Linked DNA regions of Mus musculus: region 2 is linked to region 1. Evidence: chromatin contacts called from public Micro-C data. All regions are on one chromosome and are shown on one strand. Each heading gives the region's core, a stretch centred on a gene start, on an enhancer-like site or on the middle of the called end of the contact. The rest is flanking DNA. Distances are from core to core; before and after follow the strand shown. Region 1 overlaps Shroom3 (shroom family member 3). Region 2 overlaps Shroom3 (shroom family member 3).

Evidence for each region. A called contact is a pair of places that touch in the nucleus more often than the background predicts.
Region 2: a Micro-C map of embryonic stem cells shows a contact between it and region 1, with 1.9 times the contacts expected there. The contact joins two enhancer-like sites. A contact is called at or near these places in 1 of 15 datasets of contacts at CTCF or cohesin (embryonic stem cells), 20 of 484 Hi-C or Micro-C datasets (the G1E-ER4 cell line, embryonic fibroblasts, embryonic stem cells and 6 more), 4 of 115 datasets of contacts at active chromatin or transcription factors (embryonic stem cells and heart atrium) and 3 of 9 other capture datasets (adipose tissue, embryonic stem cells and pancreatic islet).

What each region holds. Positions count from the first base shown.
Region 1 is chr5:92,839,050-92,843,826 of GRCm38.p6, forward strand. The region is part of intron 2 of Shroom3 (shroom family member 3); the gene reads left to right. Among named protein-coding and RNA genes, the nearest start is that of Mir1961, 53 kb to the left of the region's middle. Within about 2 kb of position 2,567, at least 44 of the 459 cell types and tissues checked have an H3K27ac peak or open chromatin away from gene starts, as enhancers often do. A contact at or near this core is called in embryonic stem cells, heart atrium and uterus, where this site is marked.
Region 2 is chr5:92,959,073-92,963,849 of GRCm38.p6, forward strand. Shroom3 (shroom family member 3) reads left to right here. Exons shown (of 11, transcript NM_015756.2): 10 at 3,019-3,291. Among named protein-coding and RNA genes, the nearest start is that of Gm36764, 48 kb to the right of the region's middle. Within about 2 kb of position 2,564, at least 93 of the 459 cell types and tissues checked have an H3K27ac peak or open chromatin away from gene starts, as enhancers often do. A contact at or near this core is called in embryonic stem cells, heart atrium and uterus, where this site is marked.

The DNA.
Region 1 (4,777 bases), core at 1,317-3,816:
TATTACTACCCTTCTTGCTTTTTAATTTTTTTTTTTTTAAACAAAGTCTTACTATGTAGCTCTGACTGGCCTGGAACTTGTTATGAAGACCAGGTTAGCCTTGAACTCAGAGATCTGCCTCCCTCTGCCTCCTGAGTGCTGGGTTTAAAGGTGTGTGCCATCACTACATTCCAGCCCCCTAACACACATACCTTTTTCTAGATGCTATTACTATGTTGCCCAGGCTGGGTCTTAGTCCTGGGCTGGAGTCCCCTTACTCGCTTCCTATTGTAAGCACTGCCTTCCACCAAAGGCACAGCTGAAGCCTTTGGGACCTTAGCTGTCAAGTCTCATTGTGCTGTGACCTTCAGTTCTGACTGCCTTGTAGTCTTCCTGGGGATCAACAGGAAAGATGCCTGACAGGGGGGGGCTGGGAATGGCCAGTTCTGATGTTAAGCGAACAATCTAGGCCAGCCTTGTGCTGTGCTGAAGGACCTTCTGGCAGAACAGAGCTTCAGGACTCTCCACCTGTCGTGGTGTTTACGGTCCTGCTTGAAGCTGGAAGTAAGTCATTCTGCTGCTTAGCAGCTGCTTCACGACAAAGACTTGCAGAAGTGACTGAGTGTGAGCCCTTCACTGGGGTCCAGAGGAGAAGCCAGCAGGAGTGGCCATGGTGCATCTCCTACTGACCTAGGCATCGTGTTGATGGCAGGTCCAGGGAAAAGGGGGTATCTGTCCTTGGGGCAGCGACCACACTAGTTGAATGGGATCACTCTATAGAACATGGAGGTGGTTCACATTTATAGTCTGGCATTTGGACTTCTGGTGAGGTGACATGATCAAAGTGTACTCTGTTCAGTTTTAGATAAGTGAACATTAAGTAGGAGCTGATGTTATTTAAGCCCAGGAATTCTTATCCTAAGATTTGATATTGGCAGTGGCCCATTTACAGCTAATCCTTCCCATGGATATTTCCTGTCAATACAGATGGCTTCTTTCATAGTCTCAGCAAAATTAACAACTAGTAACTTAAAATTTATTATTTTTTAAAATTTTCTGTGTATGAGTGTTCTGCCTGCATGTATATATGCGCACCTTGTTCATGCTTGGGGCTCATGGAGGACAGGAGAGGTCTTTGGGTCCCCTAAAACTTTAATTACAGACAATTGGGTGCTGAGAATTAAACTTGGATCCTCTGGAATAGAAGCAAGTGTTTGTGATCACTGAGCCATTTCTCCAGCCCTGCCACTAGTAACATGAACATTAAAATGATAGTTAATGTCTCCTCTGTTGTCTGAATTAATTTTTATCAGGTTATCTAATAATATTGCTTATAATAAGTTCCCCTCCTCTTCCTCCTCCTCCTCTTCCTCCTCCTCTTCCTCCTCCTCCTCTTCCACCTCCTCCTAGTACAGACAGAATTGAGTCCCAGGCCAAGTATCGCATTTAGTAATCATCTTTTTAGCCTTTGTTTAGTGACACCCTTTCTTAAACAAGAGTCATTTTTAAAGAATTGTCCTTTGTTTCTACAGACACCGGGAACAGGTCTTAATTTAACTTTCTGACCTACATAGTTTTGTATCATTTGTTTTTGCCATAAAAGGGATCAGACCTAAAGCCGTGTGAGTGGCAAGCAGGCTTTCCTGAGCTATGCACCCTCCCTCACCCCTCACCTCCCCGAGTGTTATCACTTCAAACAGGGTCTCACTAACTTACCCAGACTTCTCTAGCCTTAAATTTGCAATCCTCTTACCTCAGCCTCCTGGCCTGGATTCCAGGCGTGTACTTCCGTGGCCTGCTCTCTGTATCATATTTGAAAAATCATTTATTTTGTTGAGTTTTCTAACCCTGAGCATGGTGCTACATGCCTGTGCCTGGTCCTTGGACCCGGGCTGTGAGGTTTCTTTCTGTCAACCCATCTAGTCTCAAGGTTACACACTTCCCACAGAGAGGTTCGGTAAAGCCATTGACCAAACCTCCTCACATCACGATGAAAGTTGTAAACAAACATTTGTTTATTCCTAAAATCTTCAAAGTTACCAAATAACCCCATGATCATAAAGAAGTATAAAAACAGGAGTTTGGTATAAAAATGGGACTTTGGTAGGAACATCAGAATTCACACTGTTGAAGAATGCATGATAAGGCTAGAGACTATCTCAAGAAACCAATGATGTGATCATTTTGGGAGAGAGACAGGAAACTGGATGAGGGCAGGATGGAGAAGACAGGATAGATGCAGTGGGCTTTAAAGTACAAGAGGAAGTAGAGGATATGGTTCAGAGACTGAATATACCTAACATGGAAATCAACCCCCAGCACCTAAAACAACCAAAAAACCAAACCCAAACAACAGCAAACCCAGTAAAAGGTGTTTGATCACTACGAAGGCTCATGCAGCATGTTTAATACCCCAGTGACTTGTGGAATTGTTTGGTGACCTGGTCATCGTGTTTGGTAATGTGATGGTTTGGGGGTGGGCTCTGTTGGTGAGGGCATCCATTGGGCAGATGGAACCCAGAGCTGAGCTGGGAAAGCATTTCTTTCCTAGAGCCTCTTTGTGAGTTTGGTCTTCCTTCCCTTGGGCGTAGCTGTGTGGAATGAGCTCATCTGTTATGATAATGGTTCCCCAGACTGGGCTCACTCCCACATCTCCCTGGAGCCAAATCTTTTACTTGAATGTCAACAAAATGGCAGCTCTCAGCAAGGGAACATTCTTGATTCCTGAGATGGGGAACGGAGCCAGGCACTTGTCCGTTTGTTTTCAGATGGACTGCTTCTTATGTTGTAAATATTTAACCATTCACCATAGACTTCTTACCGGAGTTTCTGTTTGGTTTTCTGTTAATTCCATTTCTCATAGGCAGATAAAAAAAGGCTCTCACTTTCCAGAAACCTTTTTGGAAGCAAAAATTTATTATCTTTGAGAGAATTTGATAATTTGATTTGGGGGAGAATGAGAGAGAGAGAAAGACAGACAGACAGAGACAGATGGCAAAGACACAGGGAAAGAGACAGAGAGACACAGAAAGAGACAGACAGACAAAGATACACAGGGAAAGAGACAGAGATAGACAGGCAGAGAGAGAAAGACAGACAGACAGAAAGAGAGAGAGATAGACAAAGACACAGGGAAAGAAAGAGACAGAGACAGACAGGCAGAGAGACAGATGGATAGACAGACAGACAAACAGATGGACAGACAGAGATATAGAAAAAGAGAGACAAAGAGATCTGGAAGGCATGTTTTTCCATTGATCGGGTAAAGTGAACTCACCCAGTGTACGTGAAGGTAAAATAGAAGGTAATGATATTTGTAAAGAAATAATACGATTGCCATGAGCATCCTTATTGTTCCCTTCCTGTCTTTGTCTCAGTTGCTGATGGTGATGGCTAAAACCACCAAGTTTTTGTTTTGGTTTGGTTTGGTTTGGTTTTTTTCCTGCTCAATTTCAGACCTTCTACTCAAAGAACCTACATAAAGTTTGTGGTTTTGAGAGTCTAGAGAAGGGCCATTAGCCACCAAAGCTACTGGGGAAGGCCGGAGTGATCTTATCTCTCTAAGCAAAACGACTTCCAGTAGCTTCCTGCCGCCAGGAAGTCCGCAGTCCGCAGTTCCGCAGTCCGTAGTTCGAGGGGTTCTGAAAGCCTCTCATGGTGCTTGCACTTTGAAAGAAACTTCAAGAACACATTAGGCATAGACTTTAACTCCCCTCTGTTTGCTGTCTCAGTGATATATTTGTTTATTTTAGGGCAAAGGGCCCATATAGCACCTAGTTTGTGCTTTTGGTTTAATTTATGATGCTTATGTTTGAGATAGTTGGTTCTTTTTTTTGGGGGGGGGGTGTTAATTTCTTCTTGCTTCTCCCTTCTCCACCCCCCACCCCAAAGATCTCAGGTTATATCAAGTCCGTGGACAGCAAAGCAAGAAAGCCCCTGAAGACTGCTTGTTTCGAATGTCTGATGGTACTTGGATCACAATCAGCCTCTAAGTTCAGAGAGTGCAGGGTCTAACTGGAAACACTACCTTACAGAGCCAGCCTGTCTGCCAGGGCCTGGCACAGTTTACAAAATTGCTTCCTGGCTTCTCAGCCAACCCCAGAAAAGCCAAGGAAGGTACTCTGGTTTTAGCTTAAGAGTCCAGAATGAACCAGACAATCAGAACGGCTACCTGACCCCAGACCTGGCTCTTTGAGGAGTTAGAATATTTTTTTTTTTTTTTGGTTTGTTTTTACCCATCTTAATGCACTTATTGCCTCTAGGAAGGAGATATTTTCGGTAAGTTATTATTCATGGAGAATGCCCAAAGCATCCCTCTTCCCCATTGACTGGTAAATGTGATGGGGGCTTTTTCCCTTCTTGATGGCTGTGTCGAGACAACCCTCTTCTGCCTTTCCAGGTTAGCCTCCAGTCTCTACACAGAAGTGTTTTCAGCAGTGTAAGCGACAACCGTGCAGTTACAAGGGTACTCTGATAATCTGAAAGGAGGCATCCAGCAAGCTCTGAGTCGTCTACATCTCCTTTCTAAAGCAATGCATGAAGAGAAGTTAGGTACAGTTCCTAAGAAAACTTGTGCCCATCCTACATTTAGCTAATTTCAAATGATCTACACAGTGCTTGTGTTTTTTGGTTTTTTTTTTTTTTAGATAATCTTTGTAGTTGAGAGAAATTCATATTTTAAGAGTTTACCCTTCACACCCCCCATTTTCTGGCTAAGATTGACTGTAAAAGAGTTACCCAGGATTTAAAACCCATGAATGAAATGACCATAAAACCTTCACATCACCCCCTCTATCTC
Region 2 (4,777 bases), core at 1,314-3,813, 120 kb after region 1:
GGCCTCGTTACCATCTGAAACTGCCTTGACTTTCTAGAGCTCAGCCAAAGACAGCAGTTAACATGCAGGGTCCTGGATCTTGCATTTACAACAGAAGAAACAAGCCTGTCAGGTAGACATGGTTTGCCAGGTCTAGGCAGAAGCCTGAACTCCACTCTGCCCCAGCCAGAAGGGCTACATTTTTCTTAGGATAAAAACAGCCAACAAAAGCTAAGTGTTTTTGTACCAGTGTTTTGGGGATGCTGCGGCACAAGCCTCAGAGCTGCCACTCGGGGAAGCTAGGGTTGCCACCCAGGCACCTACTGCAACAAGTGCTGGACTCTCAGACGCTGGCCTGACCTTGTGATAGCACAGAAAACAAGGCCTGTCCGTATGGTTGTCTTCCAGTGTGCGTGCATTTGAGCCTCATAACATTCCTGAGAGCTATTTTAAAGTACTAATTGAAACCAGCACCCTGGAGCCAGACAACCTGGGTTTAAGCCTGGCTCTGTCACTTACTGTATGGTCTGGGGCATGTCCCATACCCTCACTGTGCTTCTCAGTGAGGCTGGGACGATACCTGTGTTGTCGGGCTGTCGGAGCCGTGATTGAGTAGTGAGACGCTGCTTCTGCCTGCCACAGAGCATGGGATCAATAAGACATGATCTCATCGAGGCAGGTGGAGCTGTCCTCTTGCTGATGGCACAGGTGAAGTGGCCTCCTGGCAGTGATCAAGTCAGAGCTGGTCTCCGACTCGGAGTCTGTGCTCCTCTGCTGCTGAGGGAGAAGACCCGGCAGGATGTTTCCTGTGCAGATGGTGTGTTGAACTATGTTTAGAAAAAGAACGCACATAAATAGCATCTCACACAGCCTGGGTTAGCAGTTTGTCAGATGTGAAGCTAAGTGGGTGAATGTCAGTGGCCTACAAGTTCCGTAGCTCCCGGGAGAGACTAGTATAGTATTAAAATTCTCTCTTTCATGGGCCGAGGAGATGGCTGCCGTTAAGAGCACTTGCTGCTCCTGCAGAGGATTCCCTGCAACCATACTGAGTGGCTCACAGCTCCTGTAACTCCAGCTCTTGGGGAATCAGACTCTCTCTTCTGGTTTCAAAGGCATCTATATACACACACGTGGTGTACATACATACAAGCCGTTACATGTATAAATGATAAAGAAAATTTAAATATTATTCCCTTCTCCTGCCCTAAATGAGTTCTGTTAAAGTTGGATTTTGTTATTTTTTAAAAAGGATCATCCTGGCACAGAAATGTTGGCAGCACTGCTGGCTTCCCCCTGATGCCTGCGGTTGCTCAGAACCTCTTCACTATAGTCTCAGCCCAGGTCTCCATAGTTAAAGACCTGGTGATCAAAAGCTGGCAGGCATTGCATCCACATACCTAACGGTGAGGCAGGGCCGACTGGGTGCCTGCCCAGTCTCTGCACTGCCTTACTGTAATGTACAGAATGTGCCCAGGCTTCTGTGCTGTGTTTGTGTGGCTCTGCCCAGTGTCCACGCCGTCAAACACCAGAGCTGGGTCTGGATAGAAAGACCCAGCTGACTGGACGTGGACTCTGGCCTCAGAGTGCCATATGAGTCCCATGCACCAAGCTGCCTACCTCCCAGCATGCGCACTGCTTAGGGCCTGAGAGCCAGCAAGCTGACTCCAGCAGACTAGCAGAAGAACGGGGGACCTGGGTATTAGTAAGGCTTATACAAGCACCCCCACCTACTGGGCCAGGTTGCCCACCCTGGGTCAGACCTGAGCAAGGTCTTGCTGTATAGCCACAGCTCCCCTGGAACTCACTGTGTTCCAGGCCTTGGCCTTGAACTCACAGCCATCCTTAAGTGCCAGGACTGCAGGAGCTCACCAACATGCCTGGCTGAGAAGAGTACTCTCTGCTAATACTTTGAGTGCCCAGCCTGGCAGCTGTACCTGCAAGGTTAAAAAAGACCAGGGCTGACTGGGCGACCTGACCTGACCTGGCAGTGTCTGCTGTTTCCCACCCGTGTTGCCTTCAGCTTGTCTCTTCATAGGCACAAACTTATCCAAGCTCTGTGCTAGTGGGCAGCTTGTTACTGAAGTCTGCTGCGCTGTCCCACAGTGATGGCTGCCAGCGGAGGATGCTTTTGGGGGGGAGGGTAATAGCATAATTAACCCTAATTACTTTTTCCCTCCCACTCATGTTACCGTGGGCCGAGTCTTCTGTTGAGGAAATGCTTAGACACCTTACAGCTTTTCCCTTAGAAGTGAGGTTTGTGTCAGTTAAGCTGCCTGTAGCCACGGAGATCTGGAAAGTTGAACTGACAACAGGATGTCACTGTTTAAGCCAGAGCTTCTCTTCAGAAATTAGTAGTTAGAGGCTTACGTTACATAGTTGTGGCAAGCAGGTCCAGATTTAGTTAAAAGGCAAAGCTGAGTGGCTTTCTGATACAGTGTCACCATCAGTGTGTGTAATGGTCATGTGAGAGCCCATCTGGTGATGCATGGGCCTGAGGTGGGCGCATCCCCAAGTCTCACCCTCCCCGCTGTATGCGGAGGACTAGATGAGGCAGAACCTGTAGCTCATAGTAACTGCCCAAGGCCAGCTATCCAGCTCAGCTCTCAGACCGTGGGTGCTGGAGGCCCTTCACTCCGGTTCCGTGGCTGCTCGTTTGTAGCCGAGGATGTTCACCCCGCCCCTCCTTTCTTGCTCGTGGTATTGTGCCTAGTAAGAAAGAAAGGACATTGAATGAGAAGTTAACAAACCAGTTGGAAAGGCAGAACTGTATGCAGCATTACACAGTGAGGAATATGACTAGTGCGTGTATAATCAGGTGTGGGCTGGGGAACTCTGAATAGGCTCAAAGAATGGCAGTTGTAGACATTCAGGGAAAGGCAAAGGAAAAAGAAAAAAAAAGTTCTGATTTGAGTCATCAGTCCCCACAGAGCTGAAGAGCTTTTAGCTGAACCTTGACGGCAAGGGCGGGGCCGGGAGTGCCCATCCACATTCCAGCAGCAGCCCTGGCTCAGCTTGGCTCTGTGTCTCTCACCATTCTAGGCTGAGCTTATCGGAAGCCTTACCCACAAGCTGGAGAGCCTCCAGGAAGCCAAGGGGAGCCTGCTCACGGACATCAAGCTGAACAATGCCCTGGGAGAGGAGGTGGAGGCTCTGATCAGTGAGCTCTGCAAACCCAACGAGTTTGACAAGTACAAGATGTTCATAGGGGACCTGGACAAGGTGGTCAACCTGCTGCTGTCCCTGTCTGGACGCCTGGCCCGCGTGGAGAACGTCCTCAGAGGCCTTGGTGAAGACGCCAGCAAAGAGGAAAGGGTATGTGGCCTAGCAGGTTACCGTCTGAGCCCTCTGTCCATAGAGACACTTCTCCGGGATGACCATCGCTGTGGGTTGAGAGAGCACCTGCTAGGCAGGATTCAGTGTGGATACTCTGGGCAGATGCACAGGGCCTAGGGCCTCTCCTTCCTCGCAGAGATAAAAACACATTAGACGCTTAAAGGAGAGGAGGACCACAGAACCACTGGGATAAGAGGGCAGAAGTGAGCTTCAGGGAATCTGCACGATGGGCCCAGCCGTGGGCAGGTACGTGGGCACGACTGTGCTGTCCTCCACTGGAGGGACAGTGCTGTTGTGACAGACACTTGGCTTTGCGCTTCATGTGCAGTGTCCTGAATCCCTACCATGCTGCATTAGTGCTTGACCTCTCTAAAAACAAAAATCTCAGTAGAAAGAGGACAGCTGACCCAGTCAGTACCAAACTCAGCGTCTCCACGTGCCATGATGACAGGGGGAGGGGAGGGGAGGGGAGGGGAGGGGAGGGGAGGGGAGGGGAAGGAAGGGAGGTCCATAGGCTTCAGAGCTGCAGTGTTTGATCTGAGCCGCAGTGAGGAGTGTGCGAAGCTTTGATGGCGACAGTGCTAGGAGCTCAGGCTGTGCCTCAGACTTCTCTTCATGGTGAATCAGACACAGCATGTTTAATTCAAGCCTCAGAGTGATTAGGGAAAGAACTGTCAGAGTGGGGATATTGATAAAATTCACCCACTAACTTTGTACTGTTTTCTAGGATTATTATAGAAATCCTATGAGCTAGCTGGGCGTGGTGCTGGCGGTGGTGCTGGCGGCGGCACACACCTTGAATCCCTTGGAGAGGCTGAGGAAGGCAGATTGCTGAGTTCAAGTCCAGCCTTGTCTACATGGCTTTCCAAGCCAGCCAGGGCTACATAGTGAGCCGCCACCTGACTTGTCAGATAGGGGATTTGAGGCAGAGTCACGTGACCCTTTAGCAGTCCTAGGTCAGGTAATTTGTACTGAGGGATGTGTAAGTCACTGCACTTCACGATTGGATTCCATCTTACATTGTCTCACTCATGTTGTCCTGAAAGGTCTGAAAACTATTCAATTCAAAACTCTTTTAAAGTACTTACTGTGGCGTTTACACTGTGTCGGCATATCAGATGCAGGACACATGAAGTATTTCCAGGAAGTCGATGGGCCCCGAAGAGGCGGCAGCTTACTACTGGGCTGGTGTGGGAAACTCTGAAGTACGACACCAACGTCCTTCTTGAACAGAGTTTTACTCATGGATAGAGGCCAAGCAGCAGCCCGGGGTGGCAGGGATGTTGGTTTTGTTAAAGATGAGGAATATATCCCCATTGTTACAGATTGGGAGGCACGGAGTTCAGAGCCCTGCCTGCAGATGGTTTAAAAACCTTTTTTAGCATATATATATATATGTATAAATATGTATATATATGTATATGCATATATATATATGCTAATAGGCAAATACACACACATATAT